Linked DNA regions of Mus musculus: region 1 is linked to region 2. The links are chromatin contacts, called in public HiChIP or PLAC-seq maps. All regions are on one chromosome and are shown on one strand. The core of a region is the stretch at or near the end of the contact, and the rest is flanking DNA. Distances in the headings are between cores, read along the strand shown. Region 1 overlaps Gm10754 (predicted gene 10754). Region 2 has its middle 23 kb from the start of Gm8633.

Region 1 (6,017 bases), core at 1,279-3,778, 580 kb after region 2:
AAAATATTTTAGAAAGCAATTTTTACAGGTGCACTGTCTCCATTTAACTATGATGAAACCCCAAACCAACAACAACAACGAAATAGAAGCAGCAGCTGGTCCCCCATTAGGACATATGACCTGCCCATAAGTAGCCATTTGAACTGATAGTCAGTTGACCATTGTCTAATTTGAAAGGAACAAGATAGAAAACAGTTGGTTGCACCTGTGTCATTAATATTATTATTGTACCAGTGTGTACACATTCCTGACAATATTGTTACTCTACCAGGCAGTGTCCATAATTATCAGGACTTCAGCTGACAATTTTCTATCAGTGACCTGAATGACAACTTTAGCCAGGAGCAGTGAGTCCTCCGCTCATTCCAAGCCCCATAGTCAAAGTGGGCGGGCCTCGGCAATCCTGTCTTATCATCTGGTTCTGGCATAAACCAAACAATAGTCACAATAGGTGTTGGCAACCAAAGACAATAACTTATGATTAAATACTCCAACACTGGTATTGGAATTATTTCCAAACAATTGTATGGGACCTATGATGGCTACTCTTGGTCATCAAAGTGATTATATCTAAAATTAACTAAAATCCAAAAGTCAAGAGAACAGCTATGAGGTATTTCTCCTCAAAGTATAAAAACATAGTTCTTCATACAGATCTTTGATATAGGAAGACACACCTTTAATCCAGATCATTAATCTAGATATAATATGGACCAAGCCTTCTGCTGTATACACACACACACACACACACACACACACACACACACACACACACAAACACACATACACATTGCTCTTCTCTTGACCTGCTTGCTCTCACTTTCCTGGTAAATCCATTCTTTCAGTCTAATAAATCTAACTTATACAACAAATACACCGTCTGCCCTCTGTGCTTTCAAAATGTACAAGACATTCAATGGTTAGCATTACATAATGAAACCTTTTAAGGTGGTGGGCAGAATCTCTGAAAGCCAAGTATTATCCATACTAATAGTGCCATTTCGTCTTGTAAGGAAAAGCAGATATTTTAAAAGGTCTAATAAATATGACATGATCCCTTTACTTTTATCAATTGCTCCAACAAAGAGCAATCTTGCATATAGGGACATGAATGACAGGCACTAACTTATTTGGCCTAATATAATGTACTCTAACCTTTCAGGAACCATCAACAATTCTCATTATGGAATGTTGTTGCTGGTAAGAGACCACTGCACATATCTCCATCTTAAATGGTCTCTGGGATTCTTGCCTGTCATAATCTGGCTGTTTCAGGTGTAGGATGGAGTGTGGCACTACTTTGCTAACCATACTTGCCACTGAATAGCTTTGGGGTCAGGACTGAAGCTTCAACCTGTCCATTGGTCACATCTAGCTGCTGAAAGGTCCCTGGGTTAAGTAAACAGCCTATATATATTTACTTACAGGGGAGAAACACATGCAATATGTTTAGGGCAGGATAATAAATCACCCCTAGGGTCATATTAATCTGTTTTGTAACTTTGATATCTTATTATTTAGGTCTTCTGTAAATGATTGCTTAGTCTGTAAAGCCTTCGTGAAGTTCAGTAGCATAGAATCTAGACTTCTGATATTTGTTTTTCACCCTAGGATCTCCAGCTCTACATGAATCCTTGCACATTTGTTTTCAAGTGACAGGGATAAACTAGATTTTTGTTGTTGTTTTTGTTTTCATTTTCATCCTCTCTTGATTTCATCTGTAGACAAAATTTACATGTTAATCAATGCTATTCATATCTTTCAGCTTCTCCTCTCCCTCATAAAGATCCTTTATCACCATGAAAATCACCAAACACATCAAAATCCCATACCAGTCTAGAGATCCCTGATGAATTAATCTTACTTGTAGGCTTTCTGTAGGCTTTCTGTGAACACAGTTCTACCTGACCTGGTGAATACCGCATCAGCACCACTTGTCAATGCCTAAATCCCTAGTAGTGCTTGCCCTTTCCATGATGTCTTAAATCCCAATCCAATAATAGCCAAATATTTCCCATAGATCATCAGAACAGTATTTGGACTCTGTTTCCTGAATAGTTTCAAGTTACACAGTCATTCCCCCAATGACAGATGAGATGATATGGCTCAGTTTTGCTGTTTTTATGCAACTCAGACTGAATACCCCTGCCCCATGCCCTGTAGCCTCCGACTCCAGCTCATGGGAGACTTTCCTAATGCTTGTATAAAGCCTTTGCCATTTAAAACAGTTGAGTGAGTATCTCCTCATTATCATCATTTCCTTTGCTCACATGCTGAGGTGTGAATTTTCCCTCCTTATGTATTAAAGAACATACATGAGAACAATAGTCTGTGAGGGCTACCTCCTTCTCTCCTTTTTTATGCTCCAATTCTTCTCACTGGTTTATTCAACAACTTTCTCTAAGTTGCTGATGCTTAGGAGAGGCTCTTTTGGTATAGATCCAATAGCAACTCTCCTTGTATACTTTCTACTGTAAGAAATGCAAGCCAATATCACCACATGACTTCCCACCTTCTGTTTGTTCTGACGCATAACCGATTTGATTGACACACATTTGTGAGTCATAATGTAAATATGACTCAGAGTCAGTATAGTACTGAATCAGAGTAATTACCATAAATATGATCACCATGAAAATTTCTTTAGGGCAAGAACAAAGAACATTTGAACACACACAAACACATACACACACACACACACACATAAAATTGTTCATTGTATTAAACAATGGAAAATAGGTAAGCCACACAGAAAATTATAATTGAGTAATAGAGCATTTTAAAGGTATGAGTAGCCACTTGAGTATATGGATTTAAAGTATAATTATCCTAAACACTGTGTTCATTATCCTAGCAATGTTCACTTGTACAGGGCAAACAAAAAGGCACAAGTAGGTTTGCAGCAAATCAGGATTATACAAGTTTAGAACAAAGGCAAGGAGAAATAGAGAATCACTCACAAAGTAAGAAAAATAAATGCAAGGATATGACTTGTATTCCTTTTTGAAATGAGAGAAGTTGTAGTCCTAGTTTGCAAGCCTGTAACTTGACAGTAAAGCATTGGAAATGCTTCAGTTTCCCTGGTAATCAAGAAACACCCAATTAGCAATCACCATCATTGCTTTCATGTTGCCCTGGGTTATAAATATCTATGGCAGACAATGAAGGAAGTTAAGAAGGTGGAGGGTAATGAATAATGAGAATACATTGGGCTGGCAGATGAGATGTTTCAATGAGAACAAATACAATTATTCTTGGAACTTGAGTAAATAAGACTAAGCTAAACAGAATAGAAGGCTTTATAGAGAGTCTGTTGGGTCAATCAGGTAGGAGGTATGGCAACATGACCCAATAGCAACATGCTTCAGATGAACAAGTTGTTAGCAAAAAGCAGAAGCTATTGTTTCAAGCCACCAGCTTCCAACAGAGAGGGACTTCAGTTCTTTTTAGTGACTTGCTGTGGGAGGGATAGGGGAACATTCATTTCACTGAAACAAATCAATTTCCTTGTAGGACAGCTCAATTTTCCATAAAAACCATATATAAGGAGAGGGCATTGACAAACGACATATGAATTTAAAGTCAATCAGTGATTAAAGATTTAGAATTCAGAAGATCAGTGTCATGGGATGTAAAGAGAGGTAGTTATCCTCCTTTCTTTTGAGACACTGAGTCAGGGATGCTAGAGTACTGGCCAAGAATGATCAAAGCAAGTAGTAATTTGTCAGAGACACGGAATTTTGATCTGTAGATAAGTCCCACACTAATCTCTCAATGATACCCTTGGAAGCACAGGAAATAACGCATAGGTCAAGGATTTTGTAATTTTGCCTGCCTTGTGCTATTTATGATTTCTTACTTTATTATATTGTTATTTTTCACTATTGTTTTGTGACCAATTTTATGAAGCAGAGTATATAATTCCTAAAATAAATGTACTTTTTTAGTGATTTCATGTGGCACAAAGTAAATTACAGCAGCTCAGAAAGAGTTAAATGTGCTTAATATTTCTGAAACTGATTTATTATCTGAATATTTATTTAAAAAATCACTCTGTTAATTTATATATGTATATGTATTTACGTATACAATAACACTATTTTATGCCATTAATCCCAATAAATAATATATCTTCAGAATGAAATATGAGTGAAAGAAAAACACCGATTCAATGAAAACTTAATAGTATTGTTTTTATATTTCCTCAATGGTGGTAGACTTTTTACTCCTCTTGAGGTTTTATATAGTAATTTTTTATTTCATTTTAAATTGGGGTTTTGAAATGTTATACTTCTAAAATGTAATTTTATCATAATTTTCCAAGAACCTCCCAATATCCTCCAACCACCCAAATGCATATTTTTTCTCATTAAAGAGAAAACAAAACAACCTCTACTAAAGCTCAACAATCAAAACAAGAGAGCAAAAAATCAACCAAACTAAGAAGTACGTTCTGTGTTGATGGACTACACTGGAGCGTCTGCCCAGAGTGTGACTGATGAATACTGAATCAGGTCTGAGGTTGAGCAGTATTTCATGCAGACTCATTTCTTCAGTAACCCAAAGGGCTCCTATCAGTCCTTCCAGTGACAAAGATATTGTAAACCATTTCACACAAATATCTTTGCCACTAGGTTTTCAACAAATCAAACACCTTCTTGAATTTGGAAAGAAATGGGAAAGCAATAGAATGTGTAAAAAGTAGAAATATCTCCCCTGTCACAGGCTTGCCTCAATCAAGATTCTAAGCTTGTTTTATGGGAGGGATGATTTTGCTTAAGTCTCATAAACATTTTGTCTAGACTTCAGTCCCTGGATAATTCTAATTCAAATCTTTGGACTTGTCTCTTCAATTTCATTTGCACAAAAACATAAGAGTCTGGTGAGCATAGCAGATAAATTGGCAAAAATAGCTGAAATTTTTAAGTAAAAATACTGCCTTGAAAGCTGTACCTTTTACATATCAGAGTAGAGATTTTGCTCAAATAGCTCATCAAGGAAAACAAACATTAGTGAGGACATTTAAGAAGCACTTGTTCCAAGCTATATTTCCAAGATGATATGCATTACTTTTTAATCTGTATTTATGGAGGGTTTTTTTGTTGATTTCATAATTCAGCAAGTGACATGTCATTTTCCTCTCTTTCATGAAAACCTGAATGATAAAGGCAGCACACATTAATTATCTGCACTTTAAAATATATGTATTAATTTTGTCTCTCATTAGAATACAAATAGGCATCAAAGTAAGGTAAAATAGAAACAATCACACTGAAATAAAACAAAAGCAAAGCGAAACAAAACAAAACAAAAAACAAACAAACACAGAAGACAAAGAGCCAAAATAAAGCACAAGAACACACATTCACACAGACAGAAATCCCATGTAAGCACAAAACCCAACATCCAAGTAAAGAGTCTGTAAGATTAAAACAAACAAACAAACAAACAAACACACAACAAACCAACAAACGTCCCGGAAAAAATCATTATAAGATAAAGCACCTCCAAAATGTTATTCAGCACATGTTGTGCTGGGCATTTATTGGACAAAGGGCCAGCCTTAAGAGTGGTTTGTATAATTCAAGAAAATCCCTTGGAAAAAACAATTTTTCATTTGTGAATGGTTATCAACTAGAGATAGCTTCTGAATTAGTGATGGGGTGTCTACTTCCCCTCTCAACGCTGGGACCCCATCTGGCCTGGCTCTGTGCTACCTCTATGCCGCCAAAGTCTCTGTGAGCATGCATGCGCTGGTTCTGCTGTGCTTACAAAGCCTTGTCTCCTTGATATCCTCCTTGTCCTCTGGTTCTTTTTTCTGCAGGATTCCATCAGCTCTGAAAAGAGGGATTTGATGTAGACATCCCATTTAGGAGTGAGTGTTCCATGAACTCTACACATTGTACAGTTTGGGTCTCTGTATTTTTCCGCATTTATTGAAGGAGAGAGGGGAGAAAAACTAGGAGAGGCTGGGAGGGAAAAATCATAATCAGAATATAATGTATAAAAAATATTTT
Region 2 (5,842 bases), core at 1,661-4,160:
TGGAATCGATTGATGTAGGTTTCCTGGAACTTAGTTCATTTTCTTCAGTGTGAATTGTTATAATGGATCGTGGTTCAGGTCTTGAATTTCTTTTCTGTATAAATTTCCCCCTACTCCTATGCATACTGAGATGTCATCATAATAAGGACAATACCCGAATTATAAGCTTTCTACGGTAAGACTTTTATATAACATTTCTCTCTATTATTCATAAAAAGAAATGTACATTGAGTTAAAAAATAAAAGCAAATAAGGTGAATCTAAGTTGAGTTAATGAAAAGTTAAAAATTCAAATAAGATAAAAATTTATTTACCTCACAAATAAAATATTTGGGTAAGTGACCAGGCATTAGTTTGTTGACTCCACAGTCTTTGGTCACCTGACACTTGCATGTGCCTGTTTTGCTGTCCTCAGCATGGATGGAATTTCATGGTCAAGGCTCTTCTACTGTCACCCCCAGTTTCTAAATCACATATATCAAGAAATAGAACTAAAGAGATGAAAGAAAGTTCTGTTTTCTTCATGGACACTTTGCAGATGTTGATTAAAACCCTTTTTATTTCCCACAAGAAGGAATAATTAGTTTGCCTTCCTTGCAAAGAAACCTGGACGTGGTTTTCATTATTCTAAATATTTTTAGCTCACAATGCACAAATGAAGGAGTGGACATTAGGCACAGATAGCATTTTAAGATAAACCATATAGATCCCTCAGGACCATTGCTTGCAAGTCTAACATATAACTGCAGTTTGGTAGCTTGACAAGAACAGGATTTACTGAACATGATGGTCCACACGTGTATTCCTAGCATGAGGGGGAAGCAGGATTTGAGGGCAGCTTGGCTTACATGGTAAGACCTGGTTTAAAAGAACAGAAAATAAAATAAAACTGGAAACCCAACAAAGCAAATCAAACCAGAAACTTATTGCATCATAGTTCAGGAAGCCTAAAATCCAAATGGAGTTTCAGTGGACCAAAATAAAGATCAATGTTAGCTGTCTTGTTCTTTCCCAAAGCTAGTGACTAGTCTGTTTTACTTCCTTCTCTAACTTACAGAAGTTACCCATAATCCTTAGTTCAAGCTCTCTGTCTATCTGGTAACCACAGGATTTGATCTTCACTAAAGTTGTCACATTTCTTTTTTTCCTGTGCTTTCTTCCATTCTCTCTCTCTCTCTACTTCTCTCTCTCTCTCTCTCTCTCTCTCTCTCTCTCTCACACACACACACACACACACACATACACACAGACAGACAGACAGACACACACAGGCATACACACACACAGACACACACAATCAGTAACACTTCACAGTCTCTGCATTGGCATGGAAAGTTGAGGATGTCTTTAGGAGAAGTCAACCCATCATGGAATGAATATTTAGAGAACCAACTTCAGAGAAAGTAGTAAAAAGCATTGAGACACTGTTGCATAATATTACATAGTTTCATCTTGATTTTGAAATGTTTTCATGGTGTGTGTGTGTGTGTGTGTGTGTGTCTGTGTGTATGGGTGCATGTGCCCATCTGATTGCTTGGATGGCAAGGCCAGAGGCAGTATCCTTAGTTTTCTTTACCACAGTCTACCTTACATTTTGAGATAGGACCTTTCACTGAACTCAGCGATTATTAACTGGGTGACTGCCCAGTAATATCCATGGATCTACCTGTATTTGGAATACTCTTCTCTCCCACACTGCAATTTCAGCCACACTTGCTGTGTTCAATTTTACTCACAGCTGCTAGGCATCTGAAGGTTGGTCTCCATTCTTGCACAAGTGCTTTACTGACTGAGCTATCTTCCTGATCCTGATTTGTTGTTGCTGTTGTTTGTTTGTTTGTTTTTTCTGAGCTACGTGCAACACAATCAATCACAATTTAAAAACCATACTGAAGTTTATGGCTTAAAATTTTTTTCCTTGTTTTCCATGTGACAGGGCCATTAGTGAGGTTGGCCTAGAATTCCAGAGATTTCCTAGAGAACACTTCTGTCTTAAAGCTCTCCATCATTAGAGGTGTGAGCTTTTTTCTCTCCTAATTTTTCTCCACTGTGTTGGTAAATATGTATAACAGAAAATTATACTTCCAGTCTCTCAATCTGCCTTTCTGAAAATCTGGCAGTGTGCATATTGAAGGGCCTCACAATGCTATCTAAGCACTTTAACACTTAGCTATTTCCGCAGCCTTTTTTTTTTTTTTTTTTTTAACTTTGAGAAAGGATCTCAGATGCCTAGGCTGGCCTTAAGCTTAAGCTAGAGCCTAATAAGGCACTAAACTGGCTTGCCTTGTTTCTCAGTAGTCAAGCTTATAGCCTGTGTCACCAGGCTACCAACTTAGCTTTTTTTTTTTTTTTTTAATTTACTAATCATCTGGAAAACAAATAAAGGATAGATTCCTAGCCATGCTCATAAACAAATTACCAGTAGACTAGTCATTCTTAAAATGGGTCACAAGCCCTTTAAGGGGACTGTCACATGACCCTTCATAAAGGTTGCCTAAGACCATTGGAAAACACAGATATTTATATTATGATTCATAAGAGTAGCAAAGTTACAGTTACAAAAGAGCAAACAAAATAATTGTATAGTTGGTGGTCACTATAAAATGAAGAACTTTAAAAAGGGGCTCAGCATTAGGAGGTTTGAGAATCACTACTCTAGACAGTTATGTGTGTCAAGCCTCTCATTTTTTTAAAATACTAATTTATCTGTGTCCATGAAGGTGTTTACAGTTTGTGATTTGAGAGCACAATCAGTTGGTTTTCAGAAAAAAGTTATCTTAGATAACACAAGTGGTCTGATGCAGTCAGATGAATGTAATGCACAGTTGAGACTCCCCTGGAGAAGAGATGGGACCAGTGGAGCTAAGCTGCAGCGTGTGAAGGGTGGGGCAGGCTTCCCCTTAGACTTCTAGCTTGCTTTGACAGCTCACTGGATCATTTTCTGTACAGTCCATTCTTTAACGTATCTCTCTCACTGGCTCTGTGTATCTAATGATACTCCTTGCTTAAAAAAAAATCAGCATCTGGGGTATTGCTTGGTGGTGTATACTGAAATTAAATTGAACACACACAAATACACACACACACACACAAATACACACCACACACACACACACACACACACACACACACACACACACACACACCAAAATACTGACTGTCTATGGACATCATTATCTGAAAAAAGAGCTAGACCTTTTGACAAGGCCTTAAGCACTGTAAACTTACTTCGGACTATATTTGTATTGACTATGAGTCAGTGTTTTAAATCCAACAATAACAGTTTTACTCTGCATAGCTACCACGACTGCAGCAGTTGCCATGATCAGTACAGTGCGGAATCTAGGCAGTCATCGGCAAACAGGTCTTTATTGTCTATGTTTTAAATCCAAGAAACTGCAACAGACAGTAAGAACTTCTGCTCCATCAGTGGCCATAGTAGTAGGAAGAGAGAAAAAAAAGACAGCTGTTTTCCTCACAGCACCCCTTACCCCCAGGAAGGTGGTGAGAATCAGTATTTCATGCTGAATAAAGGGTGTCCTTAAAACAAAGCCAAAAAAAATTACATTTGAGCACTGAAAAAGCCTCCTACTTTAAGGCTTATTGTTTTCTTCTGATGGCAGGGATTCAGAAAATGATAAAAGCTGCTTTCCCCTTTCCACATCAACTAAGAAGAAATGCTCTGTCTTGTCCAAATAATGTGAGGTCAAAGGGAGATGGAAGCAGTCTGAGTAGGTCAGGGAATCTCCAGAATGCCAGGCTGTGGCCACTAACAGCAAGTTACAGCTTGTAAGAACCTGTGATGCTGAAATGCAATAAATTCTGATTATCCCACAAGCACAATGTGGGTGATGCTCGTAAATCTCGACAGGAATGTGAACTACAGAACTCACAAGGCGCTCTGACTTTTACCTTCATGTCTCACTGAACAGAAAGACTTTAGCATCAAGAACCCTGCCCTTGAGAGAGTGGATCCTTGGTTCTCTGCCTGCTTGATGTCTCACCAGAGAATGGAGTCATCCTCTATCTTTGTTGTTCTCTTCAACTTGCACCTGGGCTCACAAATCCATTTTCTTAAAAAGTAATACAGTGCCATTGGGCTCACTATGTGCCTTTAATGATTTTTTTGTCTCAGAAAACTATTTTCTTGGCATTAGACTTTCCATCTATGACCGAGTTAAAAATTCATGCTTTCTGTATGAGAGGCAATAATAGATATTCAGAGAAATCAACTTCTGGATCAAATGACCTTCCAAACAGAGGAAGGCACCTGAGAAAGTGGGACTTAATTTTGAAAAGATTTCTACAGGAGTTTCCAAATAGATTTTTTTCCATCATTATTTTTTTCTTTAATTTGTATGGACTGACTCAGAATTAGACTATTTTCACAACATGCATAGTTACTATGTTATCTGTGGCAGTTCGAAATAAAAACAAAAACAAAAACAAATCAGTGAAAATGTTCTTGCTTCCAAAACGGTATCATAGCATGTCTTTTCCTACTGTATTTCTTACAAGATTGATGTTCATAAAAGTTTTTCCAGTCTTTCACAATTTCATGTGGAGCCCTTGTGGGCCTTGGAAGTCAATGTTTCCATTGTTCACGGTGGAAGATTGCACAATAGCCCCTCCTCATCCTGAGTACAAGAGATAGGCAGACGTTTGAGCAGCTTTTCAAGCCAATAAATGGAACTATTTGCCCCCTTAATTAGCCACACCAAAGAAAAATGAGAGGTAAATGCCAGCTTCATCTACCAGTTAACAACTTGCCACCTAAAAGATTAAAACAGAGAAATCTAAATGGCCATTTGTTTAAAGGAAAGAGTGACTGAATTAGTGTGGTACCTCCTTATGGTGCAGGAAAGACTTGGAATACATCAAACATCTTATCAAAACTTTCTGTTTATGAGCAAAATAACAAAGAAGTGGATTCTTTTGGGTCTAGTACCAATTTCCAACCCTTTCCTCCAAGAAGCAGCCTTGCTTGCTTGAGGGTTTCCTTTCTGGTATTTGTCTCTATGATCTCAGGATAGATAGAGGAAATACAAAGAGAATGTTCTACACACAGCTTACTGGGGATGGCCTCAAAATAGTTTCTGTCCAACTGACGAGTCCATGGGAAGACAGTGGGCCCAATGTCAGAGCAGACATGTAGATGCATAGTCATCAAGTGGCCATCACTTCATGAGCAGGTTGAGGTATGACTTCATCCCTTTTTGAATTTGTAGTCTGAAAAGGACAGATTTCCAACAAGAACGTACAAATGATAGCAAGAAAAGTTAGGGAAAACTTTAATTATCAAAGTAATCCAAGCTCTTGACTGAAAAAAAAATTAACTTGTTTTTCCTAGTAATAACCATTGTCAAACATTACTGCTGAATCCTGCCATTCATTTTCTCTGAATCTATAACAGCATTTCTATTCATTTTCTCTGAACTATTGTATAAATCTGTAATATTCTATGAGTTATACTTTTCAGATTACAATATATCTTTAACATCTTGGCACATATATGCATTATTTGCTTATTTTTTCAAAATCATTATAAATCATCTTTCATAATTCTTGAGTATCTTACCCAACAGTATTAGTATTAACTTCCATTTGTGTGGAAAAAAAAAACCTCAAGAGTTCTAGTGTACAATTGAGAAGAAAAAATATGACTCCAGTCAACAGAAATCTAAAAATAGTCTGTGATAAAAATAAATAAATAAAATTGAGACATATTGGTATATCTTACACTTGGAGGCAGAGAATTTGAAAGAGGCCCTAAGAAAAAGGTATTATTTGAGATAGATTTTGAAGAATGAGTAACGATGCTATAAAAAATGAGGAAAACAAG

Evidence for each region. HiChIP or PLAC-seq counts read pairs in DNA pulled down with a chosen protein or histone mark.
Region 1: a contact with region 2 is called in a FOXA1 HiChIP or PLAC-seq map of pancreatic cancer cells. The contact joins two enhancer-like sites.

The regions. Positions count from the first base shown.
Region 1 is chr10:97,790,527-97,796,543 of GRCm38.p6, reverse strand. All of the region lies in intron 3 of Gm10754 (predicted gene 10754), which reads left to right. Among named protein-coding and RNA genes, the nearest start is that of Gm25658, 49 kb to the right of the region's middle. Within about 2 kb of position 2,528, at least 15 of the 459 cell types and tissues checked have an H3K27ac peak or open chromatin away from gene starts, as enhancers often do. A contact at or near this core is called in pancreatic cancer cells, where this site is marked.
Region 2 is chr10:98,371,524-98,377,365 of GRCm38.p6, reverse strand. No RefSeq gene overlaps it. Among named protein-coding and RNA genes, the nearest start is that of Gm8633, 23 kb to the right of the region's middle. Within about 2 kb of position 2,910, at least 34 of the 459 cell types and tissues checked have an H3K27ac peak or open chromatin away from gene starts, as enhancers often do. A contact at or near this core is called in pancreatic cancer cells, where this site is marked.